2 separate regions of the Rattus norvegicus genome follow, and region 1 is linked to region 2. A link is a contact called in public Hi-C data. All regions are on one chromosome and are shown on one strand. The core of a region is the stretch at or near the end of the contact, and the rest is flanking DNA. Distances in the headings are between cores, read along the strand shown.

The links. Hi-C and Micro-C count contacts between places; a contact is called where the count stands out from the background.
Region 1: a contact with region 2 is called in a Hi-C map of mammary epithelial cells, with 2.6 times the contacts expected there. The contact joins two enhancer-like sites. A contact is called at or near these places in 2 of 12 Hi-C or Micro-C datasets (mammary epithelial cells and psoas muscle).

What each region holds. Positions count from the first base shown.
Region 1 is chr3:64,317,310-64,324,619 of GRCr8, forward strand. LOC134486285 (a long non-coding RNA gene) reads left to right here. Exons shown (of 3, transcript XR_010065092.1): 3 at 1,205-1,830. Among named protein-coding and RNA genes, the nearest start is that of Dapl1, 49 kb to the right of the region's middle. Within about 2 kb of position 4,707, at least 14 of the 93 cell types and tissues checked have an H3K27ac peak or open chromatin away from gene starts, as enhancers often do.
Region 2 is chr3:63,981,632-63,989,433 of GRCr8, forward strand. The region is part of intron 1 of Ccdc148 (coiled-coil domain containing 148); the gene reads right to left. Among named protein-coding and RNA genes, the nearest start is that of Ccdc148, 55 kb to the right of the region's middle. Within about 2 kb of position 5,355, at least 25 of the 93 cell types and tissues checked have an H3K27ac peak or open chromatin away from gene starts, as enhancers often do.

The DNA.
Region 1 (7,310 bases), core at 3,457-5,956, 340 kb after region 2:
AAGGGCTTGAACCGGAAGTGCAAGCAGTAGGAGTCAGACTATAGAGTATTTTGAAATTTTCCCTTAAAATTATTTTGATCCAGCCTGAGACTGTGTTATATCAGGTTGCCTGTGATAAGTCGTAAGAACTGGATGGGGCCTCCCAGTGAGTTCTTCCACTCTGCTTCCACAGTGTTCACAGTGTTGTTTCGTTTACAGTATCAGCCATGTGTACTTTCATGTTTGCATGGGAAAACCCATTTGTTTTCTCCCTTGGGGTTTTCTGTGATGGTTTCTCAGGTACTTCTGAGTATCCCAATATCTAGTAGGAGAGTCTTCTTGAGCTCAGAACTTAAATTACCCTAAATCTTGAAGATCTCAAGTTGGGTTTTGTTGTTGTATTTGGGTTTTGTTGCTGTTTTGCTTTGTTTTGTTTGGGGCAAATAAAACAAAACAATTTGACATTAACGATCAAATTCTGGCAGGGTGGAAGGTAGAGCAGGCTTGGGAGAGCCTATCTTCTATTGAAGGCACATTTTACACAGCACTCTAAGCTTCTAGTACATAATTATAAGTAAATGGTTCACACAACAGGTTGACATCTGGAGCTGTTAAGGCTGTCTGTCTGTCTGTGTCTGGGGCCTTCTACGCTGTCAGGTGTAAAGAGTCCTGTACTCAGAATGCAGTGCAGGTGTGCACAAGGCCTCTCCCTAGCTAGTCAGCTTCTGAGCATGGCCAAGACGTGGCATGGGGCCCAGGGGTGGGGAGCCGGTCCAGGAAAATAACATTAGATCACATCTTGAGCTTGACCTTGCACATGCACTTGCTTTCCAGGACTCCCATTAAAACTAAAAACTGGAAAGGATCCTGCTTCTACTAGCAACAATTTACGGAAGATTAATGACATTACTGGAATCCCTTACAATCCACAGGGTCAAGCTATTGTGGAATGACCCCATCAAATACCTAAATGATGAATTTAGAAAATATAAAAGGGGGGGTTATTCACACCCACCTAAGCCCCCACAGTCTATGCTACATTTAGCCACACTAACTCCAGCGTTTATCTCGTCAAAGGATGATGCTTCCACTGCTAACCCCAAAGCATTTGCTCTAAAGGAGACATGGCCTAAAGTATATGTTAGATGGAAAGATCTAGAACTAGCAAACGGAAAGGCCTGATGGTCTCCTAATATCGGGGTGAACTTATGCTTTATCTTTCCAGAAAATGAATGAAGTCACAGATGACTCCTGCTCCAGTGTTTCCAATGACCAGGGTAGCATCTCAGAGACCACCAGACAAACCATCTGAAGACAGAGAGCGTGCGTGTCAACAGTAAATGTCCCAAGAGGAAGAATAAGCCAGTGATTTAGGAAGACAACAGGGACATCATACTGCAGTTGGTAAAAAATATTTGCCAACTATATTACATGCTAATTCTCAGCTTGTCAATGCAGAATCCAAATGCCCTTTGCCACGGGAGATAAAAGACATTCCTGTAATAAGAGGCAGTATGATATTGTTTTGCCATGCTAAGAACTTTTTAGGCTTTTTATTACCAGTCCCAGGAATGACTACTGGGTGTCTTAGGGTTTACCTCTGTGAACAGGCACCATGACCAAGACAACTCTTATAAGGACAACATTTAATTGGGGCTGGCTTACAGATTCAGAGGTTCAGCCAATAATCATCAAGGTGGGAGCAGGGCAGCGCTAGGCAAGCAGGCAGGCATGGCGCGGGCAGAGCTGAGAGTTCTACATCTTCATCTGAAGGCTGCTAGTGGAACACTTGCTTTCAGGCTGCTAGGAGGAGGGTCTTAAAGCCCACACCCACAGTAGCACACCTACTCCAACAAGGCCACACCTTCTCCGACAGGGTACCACTCCTTGGGTCAAGCATACACAAATCTTCACACTGGGATAGAGAGGTTACAAAAATGGCCTATATGATTAGTAAAACTACTGTGGTTGTTTAAATACATGGAATGGCCCATGGACTGGTGCATTTAAATCAGTGCCCACTGGAGTGGCACTATTAGGAGGTGTGGCCTTGTTGGAATAGGTGTGGCCTTGCTGGAGGAAGTGTGTCACTGTGGAGGCAGGCTTTGAGGTCTCCTATGCTTAGCCTGGGCCTAGTGTGGCAGTCTCCTTCTGCTGCCTGAGGATCAAGATAGAGAACTCTCAGTGCTCTCTCCACACCATGTCTGCCTGCGTGCCACCATGCTTCTCACCATGACAGTAACGGACTAAACCTCTGAAACTGTGAGCCAGTCCAATGAAATGTTTTCCTTTAGAAGAGTTGCCTGGTCACAGTGTCTCTTTACAGCAGTAAAACCCTAAGGCAACGACTAATATTACTGGAAAAATAGAAGCAGAAATTAATAAATTTCTAGGTAAATTAGAGAACCAGTTTTTTAAAAGCTACTATAGATTATTTCTTATTCAAGAATAATCTTGGGGTTGGGGATTTGGCTCAGTGGTAGAGCACTTGCCTAGCAAGCGCAAGGCCCTGGGTTTGGTCCCCAGCTCCGAAAAAGAAGAATAGGAAAAAAAAAAAAAAAAAGAATAATCTTGTTTGTCAACAGTTTCCTGGCATGTGTTACCTTAATGTGTCAGGTTTTTCTCATACCATCAGTGACCAAATTAATGATCTGTAGGGCTGGAATGATGGCTCAGTTGTTGAGCACTGGATTCTAAAGTACCCAGGTTCAACTCCCGGCAACCTTTGAATGGCCGTCATGGTTCTGCCGGCTTTCCTCTGTCCTTGGTCCTTGGTTAGTTATTCGTATATACCTGTCTATATTGTTTGGTCTAGCCATGCAGACAATACATTCAACCCTGGCTTCTACTACAGCCACAAATTCCTCTTTAAGAAATGAAGATGGGGCAAGATGTAGGAGGCACAGAGGTCCTGGTGCTCATGGATACGTACTAGAGGAACCAGAAATATTAAACGCATGGGGTTGTCTCTTCAAAAGGAGAGATATATATTCTGTTTTTCCACCCAGAAAACTGGAAGCAGACATAGTTAATAGCCATTGTCTTTTGTGCTGTCTTCGTGACTGAGACCACACCAGACCTTCCTCCCTAAGCCCTTATCATGAGTTTGTCAATCTATAGAGAACTATTGTTACAGAAGGTGTAACATGGGCTTCATAAACAGTTTTAATGTGGTCACATCTTAAGCTTTACTGTGCACATAGGATTAAGTTCATTATCACCAGAAAAATATTCATCAAATTGTGCTATGCTTAAATATGCCCAAATACATATTTGGGTTTGAACCAACTGCCTTCCTGCCTCTCCTAGATCACTATTCTGTTGACTGTGGCGGTCACAGAGACATCCACAGCAGTGAAGGGTGTGTTCTAACGGCATGTGCAATTTCTGTCCTTCCACCCTCACCAGGTTGGCAGTACGGAGTCTGGGGAGAGGCCACCTCCCATTACCCCTCTCCCCCAAGCTCATAGGACCTCCCAAACCATTCAGAATCTTCACTTGAAAATGCAGGGGTCCTTCAAGCCGACTTCTTAGAGACCTCACACATATAAGCAGCCATCAGTATGGGTTTTTCCAAACCCTACCTCACAATGTACGTGTGGCAGATTTATTTAATGGGCCTTAATTTTTTATTATATATCAAAAATTTGCTTTCCGGGCCCTTTGAATAGAGTCATAACAGTAGCAGCTGGTTTGGGCTATTTTCCCTGTGCCTGATCTGATACTGCCTGGATCTGACTCTCATGAGACACGAGGAGAAGTTTCTAGCACTTTCCTCATTTTTCAGACGAAGGAGCAGCCGCTCAGAAAGGCTTAATGCTCTGTCACCGAGCGTATTGCCAGCAGATGGTAGATCCTAAGCGTCAACCCCAGTATTCTGCTGTTGTGGATTCTCTTTAACCACGAGGCGTCACTGCCTCAACTCAAACGGAAATGATTGCCAGTTGCTGACCCCACTCCCCATTCATGCTCTCTGAATACCCTCCTGCAGGAACCAGTTTTATTCCAGCAAGCAGAGACGATATTCTCAGGCTTGCTTTCAACTAAGCCCATTCCATGAAGCAGAGGCTGTAAACAGAGTCTGCCGGGAAGGCTAATCAAAGGAGTGCTTGCAAGAACCTGTTGGTCTTTTTCTCTTGCCTAAAGTGTGGAGGCCATGACTGGAGTTTCGGGTGCCATCTTGGACCATGAGGTGTCCTCAAAAATGCTACTTCACAGATAAGAATTAACAAAGCCGAAAGGTAGACATCTAGTCTCCCTGGGTCCATGAACAGCACACCAACCCTTGGACTGTGATTCCGGAAGTAATTTTAACCTTCAAAGCCTCTAAGCCGGGGCTGGGGATTTAGCTCAGTGGTAGAGCGCTTACCTAGGAAGCGCAAGGCCCTGGGTTCGGTCCCCAGCTCCGAAAAAAAGAACCAAAAAAAAAAGCATCTAAGCCACTTGTGGTGCCCTGGTCTCTGCAGTTGAAGCCAGGGCTAACACACACCATGCTTATTTTAAGTTGTGTTTCTTGGACTTGACTCTTAAACGCCTGTCTTATCCGTGTATAATTTCCTCCTTTAAGCCCCATTTCCCTTCCACACCCCATTCCCTAGGGATGAATGTTCTCTGCCTGTCTGACTCAAGTCCAAAGTCCCAGTGACCTTTTCCACACTCCCCTGGCCTCTCCCTTTCTGGATCTAACACAACCACGGACACAGACCTGCACTCTGTGTTCTTTTTGGCAGCGTTCCAGACAGTGTTAGGAATGTCTCAAACAACAGTTGTTCAGGCGGAGCCATGGCTTGGTGTAAAAGGCACCAATCTACTAGAAAAATAAGGGAGTGAACTGAGCCTCCCTCCTCAGACTACAAGGTGGGGAGCTGGAGAGATGCAGGTGAGATTAGATGCCTGCCTCAGCCAGAATGGCTTTCCTGCCTCACACGGAGCAGATGGCATCTTAATGGGCTGTGACTATTGTCTATTTCTTTGAGCAACAAGCGTGGAGCTCAATGCGCCCCCTTCCAGGCTACAGTGTCTATAGTCACAGCGGGACAGCTCTGCTGATTCCTACATGTATCCTTTCCTTTAGAAATTTTGCTTCTTTGTTTCCTCCTGCCTTCGCAGAAGGACCTGAAGGCAGGTGTGGAACTCTCTGTTCTTGAGATGAGACCAAGAGTGTGGTGACTGGATAGTGCCACGCCACTGCTCACTTTATGAAGAAAGCAGTAAAACGAATCGTTTCTGGACTCAAGTACCGGACCCTGTAGGGGAAGAAGGGCGTGCTGTAGGGGTCCTCAGGTGACACCCAGAGTTCTATGTGCCAACACAGATATTTATCTGCTATGGCTTGTCCCCCTAATTAGTAATTCTTATAACATTTTTTATTTATTTTTATGTGCGTGGGTGTTTTGCCAGCACGTATGCCTGTCAATCATTTGTGTGCAGTGTCCAAGGAGGCCAGAAGAGGGCGTCAGATCCTCTGGGACTGGAGTTACAGATGGTTGTGAGCGCTTGGACTTGACTCAGGCTCCTCTGGAAGAGCAGCAAGTGCTCTTAACTGCTGAGTTATTCCTCCAGCCCCCTTTAATTAGTAATTCTTGAGACTTTCCGTATGTTTAATGCAAATGTCTGTGTCTCTGTGAGTGTGTGCGTGTTGCATATGTGTGAGCTGCATGTATGTGGTATAATTTGCCGTTTGTAATTGCCCAGGTCACAAGGCAGTCTAAATGTTGCTTCTAGTCCATTTGTCCTCAGGTGGAGGGGACAAGTGACTTTGCTGAAGGACATTGGGACTGCTGATCATCCTACTCGGGCTCCTCTTGCCTCTCCCAGATACAGGGACCACATCCCCAAGAACAAAATGTGGATGACAGCTATGTCACTGTGATGAATCTGCGGATGGAGAGTTAGAGATTGGGTAGACCATGAAGTGGAAAAGAACTCCCTGAGCTGGCAGCTTCTTGTCCCCAGGAGACCTTACCAGGAGAAACGGATATATGAAGGGTATCTGACCAATGCCAAGAGGGAAAGTGTAGGATCCAGGGACCTATCAAATACTTCAAAGCCAGCATCCACAGCGGACTTCCTGCCTTAGGCCTCTCCATCTCTAGGGATAAAACTGATGTTTTCTCTTTCTCTGTTTCTTGGTCTTCCATCTTCCCTGGTCAATTTTTTGTCTATTTCGGGAAATAAGCTTAGCAATCCCCTAGATGATTACCAGAGACCCCTGTGACACTGTGAGTGACCAGCACCCATCAGAATACACACGGAGAAAGAGCAGGGCCTGCTGTCAGTCCTACTAGGGCTAAAGATGGAATCAACTTCCCAATTAAAAAAAAAAGCCTAAATGAATCCTGACACCTGTGGAGGAAAATTGATGTTAACCTGAGAATGGTCTGAACGAGGCTGAAATTTACATTTCCTTAGTTTGGGTGATCAATCCCCTAGAGACATCCTATTAGCTAGACCGTGCTGAATTCTGTCAGTCACCATGAGAAAGAACCCTGGTCTTAGCAGACGAGGCTCTGTGCATTCTGCCATCATCCATTCTGCCGAACAGAGCTCAAGGCATCCACAGATGTCACACGCACCCCTGCAGCTGGCTCAGGGCTGCTAGGAATGTTCAGCTCGTTGCTGGAGGCCTGTGGTTCAGGCACACCGTGACACCCGTGTCCTTCCCTCTGGTTGATTGTGAGTAGAAGAGGCAGATTGAAACTGCAGACAGAGGTAGAACAGACACTGAGGGAGAAGTGCTGTGAGGAACCTGTGGAAAGGAGTTTAGTGAGAGTCATTCATAGAGGCAGGCAGGAGACCAAGGACTTCCAAGTGGCTACCATTGAAATCTTTCTTATACACGTTCCTCACTGATCTAAGCCAGTCTCACTCAGGTTTCTCAATAAATGTCCTTTAATAGTTGTCTTAGGTTTTATGGCTGTGAACAGACACCATGACCAAGGCAACTCTCATAAGTATCAACACAAGAACATGGCAGCGTCCAGGCAGGCATAGTGCAGGAGGAGCTGAGAGCTCTACATCTTCATCTGAAGGCTGCTAGCAGAATACTGGCTTCCAGGTATCTAGGGTGAGGGTCTTAAAGCCCACACCCACAGTGACACACCTACTCCAACAAGACCACACCTTCTAACCATGCCACTCCCTGTGCTGAGCATATACAAACAATCACAATAGTCATTCAGCAAATACGCTGTGTGCGCCCGGCCAATGTGTATTCCAGGCGGTTTGCAACGTTCCTGAGCTTGGAGTGGAGCACCCCAAACTCTGACGCCATCTTCACACGGACACGCCCCCTTCTGATAAGGATGCAAGTCATACAAGATACATCGTCA
Region 2 (7,802 bases), core at 4,105-6,604:
AGGCTGAAACAAAACTCTGAAATATCCTCTGGTCTTAGTCTCCCAAGTGTTAGGATTGTAGGAGTGAGACACAACACCTGGCTAATAAACACTTTTTTTAAACCAAGACTTTCCATTTAGAGATCGATTAAATAGTATGGCATAGGTATTCAATAGACTATTATGAAACATGAAAAAGACAACGAAAGTATATGGTCTGAAAACATTTAATGAGAGAGGCATACTGTGCTGCAGATGAAATGAAGGATTTCTAAACTCACTTGGCCAGTCTGTCTGCTCAAAGGCTTTCCTTTATCTCTTTTGGGCTACATCTTATTCAAGCTTCTGTGGTACCTGGAGAGAGTTTTACCTCTTCACACTTCCATAGGTCAAACAAGCCTTCCAGCAGCTCTTCAGAGAGCACCAGCATACTTCCTAGAGTGCCAAGTGTCCTTCGGCAAGACAGGGTCACTTGAAGAGAAAGGGAGCTTGACCTGTCACCATCTGTCTAGCGCTGCCCATCTGCCAAACAAGGGGGTCACGGAAAGGAAGGTTCTGCATCGTCTCCTTCCTTTCTGGCTGCAGCCGCTTCCGAGGACTGTAAAGGTGTAAAGTCTGGCTCTTTACTCAAAATCTACTGTCCTACTTACACAAAACTGGTTAAAGTGCTCCCAGCCAAGATCCTAGATATTGTAGCATAGCTTTCATTTGTCTTTAGCTACAGTAAAGGTGCTCGTCTGATATAAAATACATATTGGTGGTAGAGTGGGCAAAAGCAGAGGCGAACTAAAAGCACATCATACCATACAACAGCTGCAATTAGACCCAACTAACACCCACAGGGCTTAAATGACTTGTTAACAGGTTCACGTTTGGGAAACAGTTAAACTAGATGGCATGCTTTTTTGTTTGTTTGTTTGTTTGTTTTCATTCATTTAATCTGTATGTGCATGGGGTAGGGCATGCATGACACAGAACACACAATGAACGTGTGGAAATAAGTTCTCTCCTTCCATCATCTGGGTTCTGGGCACTGAATTGAGGTAATCAGGCTTGCTGGCAAATGCCTTTAACCACTGAGCCATTTAACCAGCCAAAGACCTGGCTTCACCCTTGTCACCATATCAGGGATTCCTGACTTAGTACATTTATTTAATTAAAGAAAGAGAGCGGGGCTGGGGATTTAGCTCAGTGGTAGAGCGCTTACCTAGGAAGCGCAAGGCCCTGGGTTCGGTCCCCAGCTCCGAAAAAAAAAAAGAACCAAAAAAAAAAGAGAGAGAGAGAGCGAGAATGGAGGAGAGAGGGAGGGAGGGAGGGAGGGAGGGAGGGAGGGAGGGAGGGAGGGAGGGAGGGAGGGAGAAATAGGACTGCTTGCTGCCGTGCCTCCCCACCATGATGGACTCTTACTCCTCTAGAAGCCATAAGCCAACATCAACTTTTTCTTCCTTAAGTTACCTTAATCATGATGTCATAGCAGCAATCATAGCAACAGAAAAATAACGTACACAATCTCTAAAGATACCAAATTGTCCATTTCTTTCTCTGGGATTTCCCTTCACCTGCTTCTCCTTCTCCTTCCACATATTTTACCTTCCCTGTTGTCATAGTAAAACTCAGTTGGTACCCACTTTCAAGCATCTTCAATTTCCCCCCATCCTTACTCCAACAATCTGCTAATCAATATTAGATAACGGATTCGAATCACAGCTATATCAACAGGATACGCACGTGGTTCTGGATGCTCGTGTTCACCTGATACCTTCCTTGATTCTTTCCTGGCTTCTTGGAGCAACATAACTTCCCCGGATGACCTTGGATTTTTCTGCTTAGGGTCTTGAACTATTTTTTTCTGTGTTTTAGATCTTTAGAAAATGGATTTAGAAGATAAGATCTGGGTACGACATATACTCAGAGTTACTGGGATGCCACTACTCAGCTGACCCATAGACGAAGCTAGCATATCTGTTTGGTTTCTATTGTGATGATAGAGCACCATCACCAAAAGCGACTTTCATGAAAAGGTATCATTTGGATTATATATCCTGGGGTGCAGTCCACTGAATGGTAAGATGTAACCATTGGTTGCTGGCGTTGCCGCAATTCCAAGGTACAAAAACAGCATGGAAATTCTAGATACAGACTCAGATCATTTATTTAAACATTGCTGTCAAGGGTCTAGAGAGATGATTCATACGTGCACTGAGATGTACATATTCACATATTTAAAAACAATGAAAATAAATCTTAATAAGGTCATTTCTATGAAATTTTTCATATGTCTTAAAAATAAATACACAAAACATTTATGTTCTCATCAGATAGATATGGAAGTCTCCTAGGACATACTCGTGCTCTCCAGTGTGAGGGAGAAATGCCTGTGTTTTCCATTCTCCCTATAACCTGAAGAAGCGTGAAGAGTAGTGAGTTTTATTTCTGCCAGATGTTTCGACTATTGAAAGAACATCTAGAATGTTTAAAAAGATCCATATGATAGGATTTCTATTAATCTAATATAGTATGTGAGAAGGTGTTAGTAAGGTTCATTTAGGCTGATTTCAAATCAACTTTAATTCCCAACCTATGCTCTCTGTAAACAAACGCATAAAGCTGAAATGTCACTCTTTCAAAAATACTTATCCATGTCTTCATACGTTAAACTTCTATAATAAGAATTCTCATTAAGACCATAACCCTGCCCACCTATTTCCACAGGTGTTTGACTAGAGTTTATCCCGACCTCTGGCTTTAGTTGTAATCATTTTCTCAAGATTCAAGTCATACTCCAACCTTGTTGCAACTGATTGCATTTACAGTCCCATCTGCTCGAGATATTATGACAGGGGATCATTTGAGCCCAGGAGCCTATGGAAGACTGGGATAAAACATAGAAAGACTCTTCCTCAAGGCATGCGTGTGTTGGGGAAATGGAGGATGGCACAAAAATTATCTGTGGAACATTTCTCACAAGTTCTGATCTAGACTGAAGTTGCAGCAGTCAGGGGCAATGAGCTGTTGCCTCTTGTGGTCACAGGAATACAGTGTCACTATCTGCCTTGACTGGAGCTGCCTTTGCAGACAGAAGAGTAGAGGCCTTACCTGGCTGCACAGAGAAAGGAAGTACGAGCGACGGACGCCCAGCATTCCCATGCTTCAACACACTTGAGTGTTCTTACGGCCCAACGCCACTTTTCAGCTCTTGCACCAGAGAACGATCGAGGTATCTGATGATTAAAGGTGCTTGTTTTATGAAAGATGTGAATTGAAGAACGTCTGCTATATTTACATTCTGCATGGAGGACATCAAGGAACTGCCTCTTGTGGGTAAATGAGAAGTTTTTAAAACTAGATTTAAAATACCTGTGATTCGACGGCCTTGAAACGTATACACTAGGAAGCGTGCTCTCCCCCAGACAGAAAGTTGGAAGGAAATTCTCTCAGCAGGGAGCATTCCATCAAGGTTAAGGCAGAAGCACCCCAGGCCTATCCAACAGGCTAAAGGGCAAATCTCAGAGTGAACTGGGCCTAGAGGAGAGTTAGTAGAGGAAAGACTGGGTAGGGAGGCCAAGATCCGAACAGAGACCGTGGTGCTGAGGGGGCCTACTTGGGGAAAAACTTGGATGGTAAGGCAAGAGTGGTGGGCTGCCAAGTACTGAAATAAAACGGGTTTCAGAACCTCTTAACAGTGAAAGCGTCATAAAACTTCTTCTTCAAGATTTTAAAATCAAGACCAAAGAAAGCTTGGAGCCAGTCTACCCAGAGACTCATGTTCTGAGACCTAAATCTTCTCAGCTTCATACGCATGGTTCCCACAAACACTGGCCTGAACTGAGCAGGAAGCCTCTCACTCCAAGGCAAGGGGCTAGGGACCTTAGGGGAGGCACTGTGTGCTGTAACCCTTTCTTTGGTGATGGTGGCAGCGGTGGCTGCTTCCGCTGCTCCTCCTCCTCTTCCTGTTCCTCTTCCTCCTCCATCCTCTTTCTTTTCTCCTTTTCATCTTTCCTACCTCCTCCATATTCTTCAACCAATGCATTTTTATTTTCTTAAGTTGGACTGCACCATAACTGAGAATACTTAGAAGCACACACACCCAGGGAATGTGAAATCTTTGGCAGAAAGTAATATATATACCGTTTGCAGAATCCTTCCGAACCTCCAGACAACACCAAGAGTTCCCACACCACAAACTGAAAGCTATTGCCCAAGTAGTAGCCGTTGTTCAGTGTTTGTTTTCTGGGCAGGCAGCAGTGTGATATGTGGCTGGTGTCATCCGACGATTTATTGGGTTCTTATTACCTGCTAGTACCACGGGAGCTGCAGAAGAGGATATGAGAGTCACAGGCCCTGCCTTCACGGGGACATGAATGGCACCGTCCCCTTGTTACTGAAGACTGTTATACTCTTCTCCAATAACACACTTTTTTAAAGAGAAAGTTTGTGTTTAAAAAGGATAGTCTATGATCATCATGAACTTTAATTAAAAGATCGATATTATTTGTAAAATGTCTATATTCGTAGTCTTAAAATGTATTAGGCCAGTTTTAACTACTGTAAAATCCTCCAGAACATTTAATCACAATAGCATGGATGAATTAAACCTTCACTACCAAAGTAATGAGACTTTATTCCACATTACTGTTTACCTAAATGGTTTCACTCTGGAAAAAAAAAATTGAGTAAGCTCACTTTTTATTTGTGAAAGCACAGTTCACTGCTGTCCCATACTGCTCCTTGTAGCACTTAATGTCATATTGTTCATGAGTAAAATGATTTGAGGGTCCCTGAACTAGGAACACAGAACTTCCAAAGATAACTTCATTAAAAATCCTCAGGTGTCCTGGAACTCACTCTGTTGACAGGCTGACCTTGAACCCCTGAGATCCGCCTGCCTCTGCCTTCCCCAGTACTGGGATTTAAGGCGTGTACCACTGCATCTAGCTAATCATGACATCTCTTGGTGCAATTGTCATGGCATGAGTTCAAAAGGTGCTGTTTAACCTCATTAAATATGGCCTCACAGGGGCACGTATATAAATAAAGTTGTGGCCAGTTAGTAGAAAACACTATAGGGTGATGAGCACAGATAGGTAGGTACTCAGATCATCCAGTGTCCCGTGTAAGCCTTTCAGGCGGCAGAACTTCCTCGACAGCTGAGGCAAGACTAGAGAGAGATGGGACACAACACGAGCTGGGTGAGGTTTTTGAGGGACAGGATTGAGTTCTGGTAACAGAGAAGGAGCGTGGGTTCAGACTCCTCCCCTTACCTGCTATTCTTTCCCCGGAGGACTGAGTGATGACCTCACCATGCACAGTGAGAGTTCAGGGCCATAATTTGTCATGCCAGACAAAAATCCACTTCCTGTCGCTGACTCACTGGTGGTTCTGGTTCCTCATCCATAGTGTGAGGTCACCCCAAGAGGCGGGGTTTCCCCGCGGATCACCCCTCTTCCTACTGTGGGTGTCTGATGGTTTCTCCGCTTATACTTGGCGCATTGGACCCCCTCCTGAGCATTTTGCCAGGTTCCAGGGCCTGTGCTGAAGCACGGTTCCCACCATCCGATCCCGCAGCTGTGTCTCTAGCTTCCTGTCAGAGGCTACCCGTCAAAAAACAAGATTTTTTTTTTAGCATATTATGTCACAATGTCCACAGCTAATAAACTATTTCTATATTACCATCACTACTATCTCAGGACAATATCAATCCTCAAAATGACGTTTTTAAACAGCAGTCTTGGTACGAATCTATCTACATTTTGCTTTTTTTATTTGTTTTCTTGAGACAAGGTTTCTCTTCACGTAGCCCTGGCTGTCTTAGAACTCACAATTCACTTTTGTAGACAAAGCTGGCCTGAAACTCACGGAGATCCGACCTCCCCCCCCCCCCCCCCCCGCTCCGGAGTGCTGGGATTAAAGACATGTGCCAGATGAACTTGGTGCTTTTAAATCCCCCATAAACATCACTATATTATAGTTGTGTTTCTGTCTTCAGTGGGCCTGATGGCAGCACAGTGTATATGGTTACACACAGCTACACACTGGGCTGCAGTAATGAAGCCCCCACGGAGAACAGGATCCTGCTTGGCTCCTCCTTATCTCTCCCGGCACTCCCATTACAAGCGTTAGTTAAGATCCCGGAGCCACCGCTCCGACTTGCGGAGGTAGTTTCAGTTTTTAAGAAAGTTAACACCGCCTGTAAGTCCTCCTAAAACTAGATAAAGGTAACTAACTCATAAAACGCTGAGTGGGAGCAACTTGTGCAGGAGCAGGTCGGAAAGATGGGGAAAGCGAGCCGAGGTGCAGGATGACTCACACATTAAAGAGGAGGAAACTGTCCTTAGGCTGCTGTGGATTCGAGATAAACAGAAAAGTCTAACAGAGCCAGGATTGTTCCACGAGGAAGAACACTGGTCTGCAGAGTGAGCCCGGGGTCATGACTCTCAAGAGGCGCACAATGTGCCTTTGGGGCGCCCAGGCCAACAGCCTAATTTGACTTTTGGTTGAAGGCCAAGCTGGAAAAGGAAGGGGCAGGTGCCCTGTAAGGTGAGCCTTGAATTGTGCAGTCTGGGGAGGGAAGATCTTGGGAAACAGACTCAGATCCTGGAAGCTCAACCACATGATGTGTTTAGAAGAGTCCAGCAACCCCGTGTGACTGCAGGCTAGCGGGGGCCAAGCGGGCAGCCTTAGACGAAAACAGAAGAAAACGGGTAAAAAGAGGCTTGACAGAAATGTGCTGATGCCAGAAACATGGATGGCTTCAATTCAGAAAAGGGCAGCCAAAATTAAATAGATGAGCTGACAAGAGAGCCGATCACAGAGGTGGACAGGCTTTTAAAGGGGAATCAACAAGGGACCTGTCATATTAAAAGACACTGCTCTCTACCAGTTTTCTTGGGAACTAAATAAATGGTTCTTATCTCCAAATATATCACAAAGAATAGAGCAGTTCACCAGTAAAAGTTGTTCCCAGTATGTGGCTGTGGATTAGACAAATGGAATAATTCCACAGTGGCTTGGTTCATCCTTCGCAGACTGGAGGACATATTCAAACCACAGCACAGAACATACTTGATTTTAAAGGTTCCAGTTGCTATTTGACCATTAATGACCAAAGAACCTCCTAGATTCTTAGACAGTGATAGTCCTATTTACAACAGTTACGTTTCTGCTCTCATAAGGTACTCTGAGAACACCCCAGAGAGGCCTGTGTCAATCACAAATGGGTACGCTCACATCTCACACCACTGAGCCCGATTCCATTCAGTAGCCACAACTTTAAGATTGTTTACCAAGTGTACATCCTGGCCAGTGTACGTTAATACGTAAATATATCCAAACATTATTCCTACATCCTTAGAAAATTCAAGAACTGCAGAAACACAATCTACTGTTTAAGCAAAAGCAACAATTTCCATTGAGCAGTAATTAAGAAATTGAGTTAAGGATGCCAAGTGGATTCAGAGCCACAACAAAAGAACAAAAAAATTTTCATACTGGATTTCCAAAGGAAAGGAGCTGGAAAGTGAGCTGTCTGGAATCTCCAAAAACCATGGGAGCCAGGATTCGTGTTACACACAGGCATGAGAAAATTCTATCAGACTTGGCACCGTAAACAGTTATGGGATGTTTGGGGCCAAAGCCATGTAATAAAATACAGTCAGCAGAGAAGCTTCACAGGAGTCGGAGAATCCTTGCCATGAATCACCTGAGCTCTTTTAGCCCCTCCTCACGTTCCTTTGCAGAAGCCAACATGGCAGAAACCCATTCTTCAGCTGTAAACAAAAATTAGTTGTTGCATGATAAAAAAAAATAAGGGAAAGTATTGAAGA